2 separate regions of the Sus scrofa genome follow, and region 2 is linked to region 1. The links are chromatin contacts, called in public promoter capture Hi-C maps. All regions are on one chromosome and are shown on one strand. The core of a region is the stretch at or near the end of the contact, and the rest is flanking DNA. Distances in the headings are between cores, read along the strand shown. Region 1 holds the start of SYVN1 (E3 ubiquitin-protein ligase synoviolin). Region 2 holds the start of MAP4K2 (mitogen-activated protein kinase kinase kinase kinase 2).

Region 1 (7,348 bases), core at 3,205-5,704:
GTTGTGTTGCTCAAGTCTACTATCGTCTTGCTAATTTTCCGCCTACTTATTGTTCTATCAATTAATGAAGGAAGATTCTGAAAGTCTTTGACTATTGCTATGGCTTTGCCTCTTTCTCCTTGCAATTCAACCAGTTGTTGCTTCTTGTAATTTGAAACTCTGTTATTTGGTGCATGAATGCTTAGGATTTTTATATAGCTTCTTGATTGACTGACCCTTTTATCATAATAAAATGCCTTTTTTTAAATCCTGGTAACATTCTTTGCCTGGAAATCTACTTATATTCAGTGTGAGGAAAAAAGACTCAGGCCTCCATCCTTAAGTTCAGGACCTCTGCAAGTGAGAATTAAGTCCATTGCCAAGAGCCATGACCAGAGAAGCACCAAGTGCTGTGGAAACACATGGAAGGGGCGACTGGGGGGTCGAGCAGTGTTTACTGTGATGATAACTGAGGAGAGAGAGATCCATGGAGAATGAAAGACCAATACAAAAATAAAGGTCATACTGGGAGTTCCCGTCGTGGCACAGTGGTTAACGAATCCGACTAGGAACCATGAGGTTGCGGGTTCGATCCCTGCCCTTGCTCAGTGGGTTAACGATCCGGCATTGCCATGAGCTGTGGTGTAGGTTGCAGACTCGGCTTGGATCCCCTGTTGCTGTGGCTCTGGTGTAGGCTGGCAGCTACAGCTCCGATTAGACCCCTAGCCTGGGAACCTCCATATGCCGTGGAAGCAGCCCAAGAAATGGCAAAAAGACAGAAGAAAAAAAAAAAAGGTCATACTTGGGACATGGTATGTATGGTACATTTTGGGCCCCCAGGGGCAGGACATATGCCTGAAGGGCAGAATTTAGGAAAGGGAGACAAAATATGAATTGAGTTTCAGAGTAGCTTTCTTGCCAACATGTGGACAATAAATAGGGAGGAGAGTATAGGAAAGGGGGCCGGTTGAGTGACTGTTGCAGTTGCCTAGGCATGAGATACTGATGGTCTGAACTAGGACCAGGAGATGAAGACGGAAGAGAAATAATGAATTCTAGAGACACTCAGGAGGTAGACACAATAGGACTTCGCATCTTGCCTACCCTACTGCTTGACTCTCCTAGCTGATCTCCCTGCTCCAACCCTTGCCCCCCATCCCACTACATCTTATAACACAGGAGCTGGAGGGACCCTTTTAGACCTAAACAGAACATGTGACATCTCTACTCAATACCATCCAATGGCTCCTCATATCATTCAGAGTAAAAATTAAAGTCCTATAATGGCCAACACCATCTGGCCCTGCCGCCTCCACACACACGCTACTCTCTTTGCTATTTCTAGTCCAGCCACACTCACCTCCTCTAACAAACCAGGACCAGTCCACACTTCCCTAGCTGCAACTCTTTACCCAGACATCCCACTTGGCTCAGGTACTACTTCCTTCACTTCTTTGGTCAAAGGTCATTTTCTCACTGCGGCTGCTGATGGGGATGGAATAGGCACAGGTAGTTGCCTAAGTCCCAATAAGGGATCAGAGATAGAGCGGGAAACCTAGGGGATTTGGGGAGATCACTGTAAGTTAGTAACTGCTCAAGAAAGCCATCAGAACAGGGCAGGCTTGCTTGACTAGTGGAGGCTCGAGATATGGCTCAGGTCATTGGGTGGGGGATGGGGTGAGGCCTGCACTCAGGTTGAGACCTAGGGCAGGAGTTTGAGGACTGCCCTTCTGCTGATTTGAATAAGCACCAGGACAGGCCTAGCCTGACCTTATAGGGTCAAATACTCCCTTATGGGATAACAGGGAGGAGCCAAGAGGCGGTCTTTTCCCACTCCCACTCCCCCTGGATGATAAAACTATAGCTCACCTAATCCCCAGGGCAGAGCCTTCTTGCCTGCCAGCTTGCATCTCTCACAAGCATCCTATCTCAATAAATCTATTTCTTGCCTATCACTTTGTCTCTTGCTGAATTCCTTCTACGCAGAGGCATAAAGATCCTGAACCTCAGTAAGTCCAGGCACCGGGTAAATGATACTGATTTAAAACTCTAGGTTTAGGGAGTTCCCATTGTGGCGCAGCAGAAAAGAATCCGACTAGGAACCATGAGGTTGCGGGTCTTGCTCAGTGGGTTAAGGATCCAGTGTAGCCATGAGCTGTGGTGTAGGTCGCAGACGTGGCTCAGATCCCGTGTTGCTGTGGCTCTGGTGTAGGCCGGCGGCTACAGCTCCAGTTAGACCCCTAGCCTGAGAACTTCCATATGCTGTGGGTGTAGCCCTAGAAAAGACCAAAAAAAGACAAAATAAAAATAAAAATAAAATTGTGGGTTTAAGTCCCAATCTGGGTTTTGGCTAGGTTCAGCCCATTAATGCTGGCGGTTTCACTGACACCTGCTTCAAGGACCCCACCACATTCTTGGTCCCCTTTGTTCTGCTCTACTTTCCCCCTACTGCACCATCTAACTTTCATTATTAGGTAATAATGCACTTATGGGAACTGTTTATCGTCACATCTACCGGGGGAAACCTCACAAAAGCAAAGATCTTTGTTTTGTTCACTGACATCCAAAGTTACTAGAACAGGCAGCACAAGATACACATTTGTAGACAACTGAATAAACCGACTGAATTACACTTGTGACAGATGGAGAGAGAGGTGAATGTGATGCCCAGGTTTCTGGAGCTGGGACTGGTGTGGAGGACTAGGGACATTGAATTGTTTAAAAGTAGGCAAGATCCCAGCCAAAGACCCGACATGGGAATCAGCAGCAACCAGGATGTGTGTGTGTGTGTGTGTGTGTGCGCGCGCGCGTGAAACCACAAGACCAGAGAGGACCACGAAGAGAAGAGAGACAGAAGGGGCCAGTGTGGACAACATTTCAATAAAAGGAAGGGAAAGCAGAAGCATGCTGGAGGGAACAGAAGCTCAGGGAGAAGACTTTTAAGAGGGAGAGAGAGGTTGAGACAGGCAAAAACTGAACGTTGGCCCCTAGATGTAGTCACTAGAAAGTCACAGATGGCTATACGGGGTAGCCAAACTCAGTGGCAGGTTACAAGCTAAACTGGTCAGGCCAGTTCAGGTCAACAGGTGATAGTAGCAGCAGAATCCAACAGCTCTGGATTTTTTCTTTTTTTTTTTTTTTTAAGGCTGCTTCTTCAGCATATGGAGGTTCCCAGGCTAGGGGTCCAGTTGGCGCTGTAGCTGCCGGCCTGCGCCTGCGCCACAGCGGCGTCTGTGACCTACACCCCAGCTCACGGGCAACGCCAGATGATCTTTAACCCACTGATCGAGGTCAGGGATCCAACCTCCGTCCTCCTGGATACTAGTCAGATTCGTTTCCCCTGAGCCACTGCGGCAACTCCCAGTTAGGGAATTTAGAATCAGACAGACCCGTTGCCAATCCTGGTACTTCTTAAATGTCTGAACCTCCGTTGTCTCACGTATAAAATGAGGACAGCACCACCTAGTTCATAAACTTATGATTGATGATTAAATGAGACGACGGAGGAAAACTCCAGGCACAAAGTGGGCGGTGCATTAGCTCCATTCTGTCAACGAGCCGACTGGGTTGGCTGAAGAAGACACAGACTATGAGCACAGCCCAAGTCTGGGGAAGCTGTGGCTACCGGCCAGGATTGAAAGGATCGCAAAGCACGCCGCATGGAAGTCAATCCCTTTGCAAAGAACATTCCCATCCCAAGATTAGCCAGAATTAAAGATGTTTTCGCCTCGGTCCCAGGAACCTCTCCCTTTCGTGGTGCAGCAACTGTCTCCGTCTGGCAGACCCTGAACCCCTGCCCACCGACTGCGCCTTCGCTACTCTCTGTTCCCAGGAGTAAGATCTAACCCCAGGCAACGCTACCTTCCGCCCCTAGCAACCGCTCACCTGCTTTTCTCTTCCCATAGGTTAACCGATTTCCTTTCTTCTTCTTACTGGTCCGCGTAACTCCATTTCGACCAATCTATAGCAGCCACGGAGACCCAACTCACTCCCACACAACTGGGGGAGATCAAGGAGGATACAAGTCGTTTTTCCTGAACCCATTTCTCTTAGAAAGCATCTAATTTATCAATTTGTTGTGACTCCCCCTGGAATGAGTATCTAAGACATCTTATTTCTCTTAGGCCTGTATGTCTGTCCCTTGCATACTCCCCCCTCCAAATGGTACGGCCCGCACAACGCGCGGAGGAGTGGGGGGGCCGCCTTCCAGCCGCTTTGAGAGCCGGAGTCCGCCGCTAGGTTGAGTCCACTCAGCGGCCAAGACGATACCATCTGTGACTAATAGGGAGACTCTAATCCTCTCCAAGTTGCCTTAATTCCGCTCAGACCACCTCTCGCATCTTTCACTCGAACAGTGGGCACGAACGCCAGAAGGGTGGAGGGACTACTGCTCTTGGCACCAGGGAGAATGAGCAGGGCGCACAAGGGACCGGGGCACTTGGTACGGTCCACGCCCCGCCCCGCCCCGCCCCGCCGGAAGTGAGGTGTCTCACCCCCGAAGTTCCGGCTCGCAGGGGGTGGGGAGTGTTGTTAACCGGAGCCGCCTCCGCAGTCGCGGGGACTGAGCGGGCTCGCGGCGCTGGGCTCCTGGTGAGTGGGCGGGGGTCGGACCCGGGTTGTGGTTGGAGTAGGGGCCTGGACCTTTCCCCTTGAGGTCCCCGGGGTCGGCGCGCCCCCTCAGCCCCGCCGCCAGCTTTCGGCCTGTCAGCTGGAGATAGTTGCCCGCGCGGCCGCGCTCGCAGAGGCTGGGCCCCGCCTGCGACACTCGCAGCTCCTGGCGCTTACAGGTGCGCGGCCGCGGGGTCGACCCGGGTCCCTCTCCGTCCCGCCCCTGCATCCTGGCGGTCGGCCGTTTCTCCGGTGCCCCGAGTTGACACTTCCCCAGGGGGTTGGGGGGCGCCAGGGTTCCAGGCTGACGTACCCCGCCCGCTCCCGCCGGGCGCGCGTTGGAGCTGCCCACCCTGGCAGAGCTGTCACCGACGCTGTCGCCTACCCGGCGGCGCCCCCCAGCGCCTTGGCCTCTCCCGGTCCAGGCCGCCCATTCCCGCTTCTGGAGATTTCTGCGTTTGCATCCCACCCCATCACCGTCACTTTAGGGTCAGTGGGAGCAGTTCCCTCCTCCGACGCTGCTGCCTTTCCTCATTCTTCCCTAGAGGCGGCGGTTTGGCAGGCAGCGTGGAAAGAGTCCTAGCTTTGAAACAAGACTGACCCGGGCTCCAGGCCTTGCGTCAGTGTGGTCGCTTAACCCCTTTGAGGCTCAGTCTTGCCACTTGTGGAATGGGGGAGCATGGGCTCTTCTCGATGCGATGATGGGGGAATGAGGCTTTTCTTTCCCCGGTGTGTTAACACTGCGTCTCAGGAGCTGGGCTAGGTTTGCACGGGGTGGCATCACACAGCTGTGACCTTACCTTTCCTCTCCCACGCAGGTCCCCAGGCCAGGGCAATGTTCCGCACCGCCGTGATGATGGCGGCCAGCCTGGCGCTGACCGGGGCCGTGGTGGCTCACGCCTACTACCTCAAGCACCAGTTCTACCCCACTGTGGTGTACTTGACCAAGTCCAGCCCCAGCATGGCCGTGAGTTCAGGGCTCAAGGAGGGAGGAACTCTCTGGGAGGGAAGGAGGAGTCATCTTGAGCCAGGGGTGGGGCTCGAGCTCAGGTAAGTAGGAGAAAAATCGAGGGAGCCCACAGGCAGGGGGAGCTTTGAATAAATTAGTGATGGGGGGTGTGGAGAGGTTCCTGAATGGTGAGCCCCAAGCAGCGCGGAGCAGAAAGCCGGCTCAAACCATAGCCTCTCCTCCTCACTCCTAGGTCCTGTACATCCAGGCCTTCGTCCTTGTCTTCCTCTTGGGCAAGGTGATGGGCAAGGTGTTCTTTGGACAGCTGAGGGCAGCAGAGATGGAGGTAAGGTGTTCCTGGCCCCAAGGTGAGGGGCAGAGAGCTGGGCAGGCAGAATGTCTGAGCTCCACATCACTCGTTGCCAACCCCTAGCACCTTCTGGAACGTTCCTGGTATGCCGTCACTGAGACGTGTCTGGCCTTCACTGTCTTTCGGGATGACTTCAGCCCCCGCTTTGTTGCCCTCTTCACTCTCCTCCTCTTCCTCAAGTGTTTTCACTGGCTGGCTGAGGACCGTGTGGACTTTGTGAGTCGGGTCGGGGGAGATTTTCTGGAGCGGCTGGGGGGCAGGCTTGTGGAGTGGGCGCTGGGTTGGGGATGCAGGATGAGCTCCAGCCTCCCTGACAGGCCCCTTTCTCTGCTCTGCTTCAGATGGAGCGCAGCCCCAACATCTCCTGGCTCTTCCACTGCCGCATTGTCTGTGAGTGAGATCCACGGGAGAGGAGAGGAGGGAGCTGGAGGGAGAAGAGGCAACATGAAGGACTGGAACAGGAAAAGTCAGTGACCGTGGACCTGTAGCGTAGAGCACAGGCTGCCCCTCGGCCGCAGCTGTACAGGAAAGATAATTTAGGAAGTTAATTTGCATCATCTCTGACCTGTTCCACTCTGGGGCTTTTCAACTGCCTGGCCCCTTAGCTCTTTGCCTCCTCACCTGGAGCTTGGGCCACCTTTGGGCAGAACCGGAGTTCCCAGGGGGCCGGGTTCAGCAGAGTGTGCTCACCTGACTAGATGGCTGGGGCCATGGTGGGCTTGAGGGTGGGAGCTGCCTTAGAGCAGGAAGTGGCTGTCAGGCCCTGGGCTGACCCCACCAACCTCCCATTTGGGGGGTCCCTACAGCCCTTATGTTCCTCCTGGGTATCCTGGACTTCCTCTTCGTCAGCCATGCCTATCACAGCATCCTGACCCGTGGGGCCTCTGTGCAGCTGGTGTTTGGCTTTGAGGTAAAACTGGCTTGGGAGGTTGGGAGGACAAGCCCAAGGTGGCCCTGCGTGTGCCTTGAGTAACTCAACAAACCCTCATGAGCATCTGCTCTGTGGCCAGCCCGCGTGGGCCACCAAGGAGCGGCTATCCATCAGTCCCAGCCCCTGCCCGCTCCACACTTGCTCGGAGGAGAGTGGGGAAGCCATAGAAAGAGCCCCGTGTGGAGGAGGAGCCCTGAGCTGGTGCTCAGGGAAGGCTTCCGGGAAGTTGATGCCAGAGGAGCTGGCTGTTGAGGGACAGAAGGGATTAGCCTGATAGACAACCGGGGCGGCCTGTCCGCTGCAGGGGAAGTGTATGTTCAGTGACAACACAGCTCTTGCTTATTGAGTGCCTACTGTATGCTGGGCTCTGTGCTGAGGCCCTGCGTCTCTTTCACCGAGCAAAGGCTTGCTGTGACAAAGGAGCAGTTAATTCTGTCCTTTACAGACAGGCACACTGAGGTTCCGAGGGCTCTAGCGAGTTGCGCACCGTCTCAGTGGAGGAGCTAGGCGG
Region 2 (7,348 bases), core at 1,988-4,487, 310 kb after region 1:
CCCCTCCCTGCTGCTGTCTGGCCCAGGCCTCAGCAAGCAGACCTGCAGACCCGGGAGGCGCGCCTGGTGGAGAGGATGGCCGGGGGTGAGGTCGTCATGGAGATGAGACTCTAGGATCTTCCTCTTGCCCCCCCCCCGGTGTGAGCCAACGGGCCCTGCGTGCTGCCCAGGGCAGCTGGGGGCCGCCTGCCGAGGCCACTCTGCTCTATCCCCAGGGCATTGCCTCAGCCAAGACCCACTACCGGGACGAGCACATCTACCCCTACATGTACCTGGCTGGCTACCATTGTCGCAACCGCAATGTGCGCGAAGCCCTGCAGGCTTGGGCCGACACAGCCACTGTCATCCAGGAGTGAGGATCCCCCCACGGGGCCCCAGCCCGGCCTTTCTTCCCCTTCCACCCAGTTTCCACCCACCCACATCCAGGAGTGAGGCCTGGGTTCCAAGCCCTGTCCCCTCTCCATCCAGTCACTAGGCAGCCAAAGCCCCTGTCACCCAAGAGGTAGGGACGCCTGATGAGGGCCTCCTGCCTCCCCCCCACCCCCCCATTTCCAACCACCATCACCCAGCTGTGGAACCTGCGTGCCCAGCCCCATGCCCCCCTTCTCACTCTTGCTCTGGGCTGCCAGACACCATGGCTGGTGAGGACCCCAGAAAAGAGACCAGGGCTCCATCCCCTGCCAGGTCCCTGGGGGGTACCCACCATGGCTGAGCCCCCTCAGTGCTCTGCTGCTCTCACAGCTACAACTACTGCCGTGAAGACGAGGAGATCTACAAGGAATTCTTCGAAGTAGCCAATGATGTCATCCCCAACCTGCTGAAGGAGGCCGCCAGCCTGCTGGAGGCTGGCGAGGAGCGGCCAGGGGAGCAGGCCCAGGTAAAGGACTGGCGCTCCAGCCTGTGTCCACCTTCCCACCTGAGCAGGGCTCCCGGTCACAGGACATGGGGCTGCTGCGCGGGACTGGGGACAGCATGAGAAAAGTGGCCCAGCGCAGGCAGAGAGCTACACTCTCTTACACAGTGGCCGAGGGCTTGGGCCTGGGTTAGAGGAAGTGTAGGGGGCGTAAGTCCATCTCTCATGGTCAGTGCCCCTCATTCAGTTGCGGGGTGAGATGGAGGTAAGGGCCGGTTTCCCCTTCCCCCAAGGCCCAGCTACGGACCGGTTTTATAAAAGGAAGGAGGTTCGAGGAATTCTCCACCTCTGCTCCCATCTGCCAGAGCCAGGGCCCTTTGCCCAGGCGAGAGGCCTGGCTGTGCCCTCTGATAAGGGGTGAATAGTGGGTCTGAGTGGTGCCCCCCTTTCCCCTTCCCCAGGGCACCCAGAGCCAGGGTTCTGCCCTCCAGGACCCAGAGTGCTTCGCCCACTTGCTGCGATTCTACGATGGCATCTGCAAATGGGAAGAGGGCAGCCCCACGCCGGTGCTGCACGTGGGCTGGGCCACCTTCCTCGTGCAGTCCCTAGGCCGTTTTGAGGGACAGGTGAGGGGCAGCTGTGCAGGGGGGTGGACAGGTGGTGACAGCAGCTGCAGAGGAGCCAGCCCCTTTGTACCCTGAAGGGGCTCTGCATCCCCTTTGGGTGCAGGTGAGGCCGAGGCCCCACGACGGGATGGCCGAGGCCGGGTCCTGGGCTTCCGGCCGCCCGGCCGCCCGGCCGCCCGCGTGCAGCCTCTTCCTCAGCCTGCCCTCCCCACCGGCGCAGGTGCGGCAGAAGGTACGCATCGTGAGCCGCGAGGCGGAGGCGGCCGAAGCGGAGGAGCCGTGGGGCGAGGAAGCCCGGGAAGGCCGGCGGCGAGGCCCGCGGCGGGAATCCAAGCCTGAGGAGCCGCCGCCGCCCAAGAAGCCGGCGCTGGACAAGGGCCCCGGCGCGGGCCAGGGCGCGGTGCCGGGAGCCCCCCGGAAGCCCCCAGGGACGGTCTCGGGCACTGCCCGCGGCCCCGAGGGCGGTAGCGCGGCGCCGACCCCGGCGCCCGCCGCCTCGCCGCCACCGGAGGGTCCGGTGCTGACTTTCCAGAGCGAGAAGATGAAGGGCATGAAGGAGCTGCTCGTGGCCACCAAGATCAATTCGAGCGCCATCAAGCTGCAGCTCACGGCGCAGTCACAAGTGCAGATGAAGAAGCAGAAGGTGTCTACACCTAGTGACTACACGCTTTCCTTCCTCAAGCGGCAGCGCAAGGGCCTTTGAAGTCGCCGGGCCTCCCCACCCGCCCACTGGGAGCCCGCCCTCCATCCGCTGAGGCTCCACCCCAGCCCCCTAGGGAGCCCGGGCTCCGCCCCCGGCCGAGGGCGCTTAGGCCCCGCCCTCAGGCCCCACCCTACCCGGAACCCAGGCTGCAGGTTCCCAGAGTACAGACTGTACCCAGCGCCCGAACCGAGGGCTTTGCCCAGTCGTTGGAATGTAGAGCCCATCCCCCAGGATCCCAGCTGGCCATTTGAAACCTTACCCTGAGCCCTTCACCAGTCTTTAAAGATCTAACCGCGGGAAACTCGGGCTCCACCTCAGAACCGAGGCTCTAGCCTTCGGCCTGACCAGTGTTGGCTCAAGGTTGCTTCCAGCCCCTAGGGCCGAGGTTTCATCCTAAACCCTAGAAGCACAGGTCCGGGAACCAAGGACCCCGCTCAGCCCCTTAGAGTACATTTCCGCACTTCGGAATTCCATCCTTTGGGAATCCAACCCCCCTACAGCCAAAAAGCCTAAGCAACGCTTCCAGAATTTGGAAATCATAGCTTCCTCCCTTCTCTATCCCATGAGTCCGGGACACGAAACGCTCCTGGCCTGTGTGAATCCTGAGCCCCGCCCCCTTCCTGACCAAACTGGCCCCAGATCAGAGCAGACCTCTCATCCGACCCTTTGGGAACCTCCCTGAGGTCCAGCCCGTCTCGGGGGACCCCGAGGAAATCTGCACGGGTTTGCAAATGGGTGAAGGGAGCCTGATCTCTTCCTGTTTTGTACATAGATTTATTTTTCAGTTGCGAGGAAGATGAATACATTTTGTAAAAAAAACAAAACAAAACTTGTCCGTGTGTCATGTGGGAACTTGCGGGTGGAGCGCCCCCTCCTTCCTCTGCTTTCTAGCCCTCCGGGCTTCGGGCTCCCCACCTGCAGAGCGCGAGGAAACGGTGGCTGGCTTCCCCCTGCGGCCGAGGGCCGCTCCCGCGGGCGCCTCCTCCCGGCCGGGCGGCGGGGCATCCCCGGCCTGGCCCCGCCCCGGGCCCCGGCCCCACCCCCGCGGCCTCGGAGCCACCGGCGCCCGCCCCGGCGGTCCCACCCCGCCCCGCCCCGCCCCGCGCCGCTCCGCGCCGGCTCCGCCGCTCCGCAGCTCGCGCCTGCCCGGCGCCGGGCCATGGCGCTACTGCAGAACGTGTCGCTGCAGGATCCACGGGACCGCTTCGAGCTGCTGCAGCGCGTGGGGGCCGGGACCTATGGCGACGTCTACAAGGTGCGCCGGGCGGCGGGACTGGCGGGAGAGAGGCGAGGAGGGTGCGCACTCCGCGCCCGCTGCGGGATCCAGCCCCCAGCCCCGCCCCCTCCTCATCCCGCTTCACCCCTCCGCCCCTTGCAGGCCCGCGACACGGTCACGTCCGAACTGGCCGCGGTCAAGATAGTCAAGCTAGATCCAGGTGAGGGCCCGGGGCCAGGCCCTTAGCGCCAGAGGGAGGGCACCGCGCCGCGCGGGCGCGATGTGAGGGGCGGAGAGTTGACATTTCCGAGACCCCCTGAGAGGCAGGCCCTGGAGGCACCGTCAGCGGCACCTGTCTGGCCTGGAGGGAGGAGGCACTCTGTGCCCATTTTGCAGATGGGGGCGCCGAGTTAGGGTGAGCCCCACGCGGCCCCTTTAACGAAGCCCCATGTTTCCCAGGGGACGACATCAGTTCCCTCCAGCAGGAAATCACCATCCTGCGTGAGTGCCGCCACCCCAATGTGGTGGCCTACATTGGCAGCTACCTTAGGTGAGGTTGCTTGATCCCTTGCCCGCCCCCAGGCAGCCCCCACGTGGCCCTGCCAAGTGCCCACCCCAGCTCTGTGTCACCCCAGGAATGACCGCTTGTGGATCTGCATGGAGTTCTGCGGAGGGGGGTCCCTGCAGGAGATTTACCACGGTGAGGGCCAGGACTCCAGGGCCCAGGGGACCGCAGCCTTCTCCCCATCCCCTACCCCAACACAGGGCAGGAAGGGAGAGCTGGAGCCCTGGATTTGGGCCCCTGTCCATTTCTCACTGGCTGTGTGACCTTGAAAGAAACACTGTCCTTCTCTGGACTCTGAATCCCAGCCTACGCCGGGAGGGGATGTGGCCGGCTCTCCTTTCACCTAGCAGTGCCTGCTGCTTTCCCCACACAGGGTGGAGCCTGGGAGGGGCAGCATGTCCCCCGGACCCCCATGCCAGCCCTTACCCCTTCCATTTCAGCCACGGGGCCCCTGGAGGAACGGCAGATTGCCTATGTCTGCCGAGAGGCACTGAAGGTAGCTGGGCCCCTAGAGCTGCTCTCACCCTCAATCCCCAGGAGCTGGGCAGGGAGCCCTGTGGGCTGGTGTGTGTGTTGGGGGATGGGGTGGGTGGAGGCCTGAGGCAGAGCTGGCCTGGGGGGCTGTGGGTCCTGGGGGGAAGGGGCCCCCCGGCCCCCCAGCCCTGTTGCCGGAAGCAGCCCATTTCCCTCTTGGCTCAGCCACTTCCTGTTTGGGGAGAGGGGAGGAGGAAGCGGCTTGGGTGGGGGGCCCCAGTCCTGAGAGGGGGTTCAGGAGAGGTGGGAGATGCTGGGTCCCTGCTCTCAGGGGCTCCTCTTCGTCCCCAGGGGCTGCACCACTTGCATTCTCAGGGGAAGATCCACCGAGACATAAAGGTAGGGGTCTGGCCGGGGCATGGTGGGAGCGAGGAGGAGGCACTCGGGGACGCCAGACGGGACCTTCTCTCCTCCGTTCCCACAGGGAGCCAACCTTCTCCTCACCCTCCAGGGAGATGTCAAGCTGGGTCAGTACCATGGGGACACAATCAGGGCGAGGGTTCTTGGGAGCCCCTGGAGCCTTCGAGCCTGCGTTCACCTGCTACTTGTCCTTTGGCAAGTCGCTTTACCACTTGGGCCTCAGTTTCCCTGTTTGGAAAGTGAAAGCGGCTTCCCTTCCTGCTAGACGTTGGATGTGGTTGGGTCTGTATGGAGTCCTACACAGAACCCATCCGGGATAGCAGGTGGTTGGCCCCTGCTGGGACGGGACCTGGCTTTGCCTTATGCCTGGGGCAGCTGTGGCTGAACCTGGGCCACCTGCTGGCTGAGCCCTGCCAGCTGCATGGTGAACCTGAGCCCTGGAGCTGGATGAGAGCGGCCCTTTCCCCTGCAGCTGACTTTGGGGTGTCTGGTGAGCTGACGGCATCTGTAGCTAAGAGGAGGTCTTTCATTGGGACTCCGTACTGGTGAGGCTGCACCTCTGGGGAGGGGGGCGCGGTGGGGGGGAAGCCGTGAGGCACCTGGCTGTCTCACCTGTGACCTGCCTGCCTCTAGGATGGCCCCAGAAGTGGCTGCTGTGGAGCGCAAAGGTGGCTACAATGAGCTGTGTGACGTCTGGGCTCTGGGCATCACCGCCATCGAGCTGGGCGAGCTCCAGCCCCCTCTCTTCCACCTGCACCCCATGAGGTCAGCTGAACACTTGCCTTTGCCCGACCCCGAGAGCCCTGCTGACCCTCGCCCTCTGACCTTGTGGTCTCCACAGGGCCTTGATGCTTATGTCAAAGAGCAGCTTCCAGCCGCCCAAGCTGAGAGACAAGATGCGCTGGTGAGGATCCAGGTTGCCTGCTGGACCCCCCTTTCAGCCAAGCCCCATGGGGGCGGAGGAGCCTTCAGCCAGCCGACTGCCAGGGTGCAGCCTTGAGGGCCCTGCCCCTTCCAGGCCTCCAAAGACATCTGTGGGAGGGGCCTCTGGGCCAGGACCTGTGTGGACGGGGAGGAAGGGCAGACGGTTGGTGAAGGAGGCAGTGCCATGTCGCAACAGCAGTGTGGCTCGGGCCACCTGCCCTCGGCCTCAGGCTGGCTCCTTCCTGGGCAGGCCCAGCGGGCTCCTCCAGAGCAGTGGCAGGGGGAAGTTGGCAGGATGCTCTGCCCGAGGGCTAACCTGGGTCTGGGGGCGGGGGCTCTTGTGTCCACCAGGACCCAGAATTTCCATCACTTCCTCAAGCTTGCCTTGACCAAGAACCCCAAGAAGAGACCAACAGCAGAGAAGCTTCTCCAGGTGGGAGGCAGGGGGCTGGGGCAGGGGGCTTGACTTCAGAAGCAGGGTCCTGGAGGCCAGGGACCCACCTGCCCCCGCCTCCATCCTCCAGCACCCGTTCACGACCCAGCAGCTCCCGCGGGCTCTCCTTACACAACTGTTGGACAAGGCCAATGACCCCCACCTGGGAACCCCCTCCCCAGAAGACTGTGACCTGGAGGTAAGTGAGGGCAGCTGGGGACTGGGTCTTGGCCTGGTCTGGTTGTCAGGAGTGCCAGGGGGATAGAGGTCAAGGTCCCTCCAGCTTGTGTATTTCCAGCACAGGGAGCTTTGACCTGGTTGAGCCCACCTGTTAGGACTCGTCCCTGAGCCGGTTTGCCTCCTTGCAGCCCTGCAGCTCTAGGTTCCTGCCTTTGGCCCCAGCACGACCATTACCCTAGTTAAGCCACCCTCTGCTGTCTCTGCATTTTTTTTTTTTTTTTTTTTTTTTTTTTTGCTTTTTAGGACCACACCCATGGCATAGGGAGGTTCCCAGGTTAGGGGTCTTATCAGAGCTGCAGCTGCCAGCCTATACCACAGCCACAGCAACGCAGGATCCAAGCCACGTCTGTGACCTACACCACAGCTCACAGCAACACCGGACCCTTAACCCACTGAGCGAGGCCAGGAACCGAACCCTCAACCTCATGATTCCTAGTCAGATGCATTTCCGCTGCGCCATAATGGGAACTCCTGTCTCTGTGATCTTTGGCAAGGAACTCACCTGTCTGTGCTGGTTTTCTCGTCTGTGAGACAAGGATGCAATTTAATCGCACGATAATCTCAGTGCACTGTCGCGAAAACAGACATGTGGGTGTGTAAAGCGCCTCAAGGAATAGCCCGTGTGAGGCGAGTGCGGGCGTGAGAGCAGCACCTGTGCTCTCTCCTAGACCCGCGACATGTTTCCTGACACGATTCACTCCCGGGGGCAGCACGGCCCGGCCGAGAGGACCCCCTCCGAGATCCAGTGTGAGTCCGCTTGGTGAGGGGGCTGTGAGCGGACTGGGGGGCCTGTGTGTGCAGATTTGCTGGGGGTGAGCAGGTGGACTTGTTGGGGGGCTGCGTGTGTGGAGGTGCTGGGGGGACTGAGTTATGGATTGGGGGACAGTCTGTGTG

What was found. Promoter capture Hi-C pulls out the DNA fragments that hold promoters and counts their contacts.
Region 2: a promoter capture Hi-C map of fetal liver shows a contact between it and region 1, with 2.2 times the contacts expected there. The contact joins the promoter of MAP4K2 here to the promoter of SYVN1 in region 1. A contact is called at or near these places in 1 of 5 promoter capture datasets (fetal liver) and 1 of 2 datasets of contacts at active chromatin or transcription factors (alveolar macrophages).

Annotation. Positions count from the first base shown.
Region 1 is chr2:7,054,990-7,062,337 of Sscrofa11.1, forward strand. SYVN1 (E3 ubiquitin-protein ligase synoviolin) reads left to right here and starts at 4,455. Exons shown (of 16, transcript XM_003122541.4): 1 at 4,455-4,569; 2 at 5,406-5,554; 3 at 5,790-5,882; 4 at 5,970-6,122; 5 at 6,248-6,296; 6 at 6,713-6,816. The coding sequence starts at 5,423. It overlaps SPDYC (speedy protein C), which reads right to left and starts at 4,466. Exons shown (of 8, transcript XM_021082865.1): 1 at 3,865-4,466.
Region 2 is chr2:7,361,947-7,369,294 of Sscrofa11.1, forward strand. MAP4K2 (mitogen-activated protein kinase kinase kinase kinase 2) reads left to right here and starts at 3,238. Exons shown (of 32, transcript XM_005660728.2): 1 at 3,238-3,437; 2 at 3,561-3,618; 3 at 3,858-3,948; 4 at 4,034-4,098; 5 at 4,404-4,459; 6 at 4,789-4,836; 7 at 4,922-4,964; 8 at 5,330-5,402; 9 at 5,491-5,622; 10 at 5,699-5,761; 11 at 6,133-6,214; 12 at 6,306-6,413; 13 at 7,123-7,201. The coding sequence starts at 3,342. It overlaps MEN1 (menin), which reads left to right. Exons shown (of 10, transcript XM_003122585.5): 7 at 216-352; 8 at 742-877; 9 at 1,315-1,479; 10 at 1,700-3,006. The coding sequence ends at 2,182.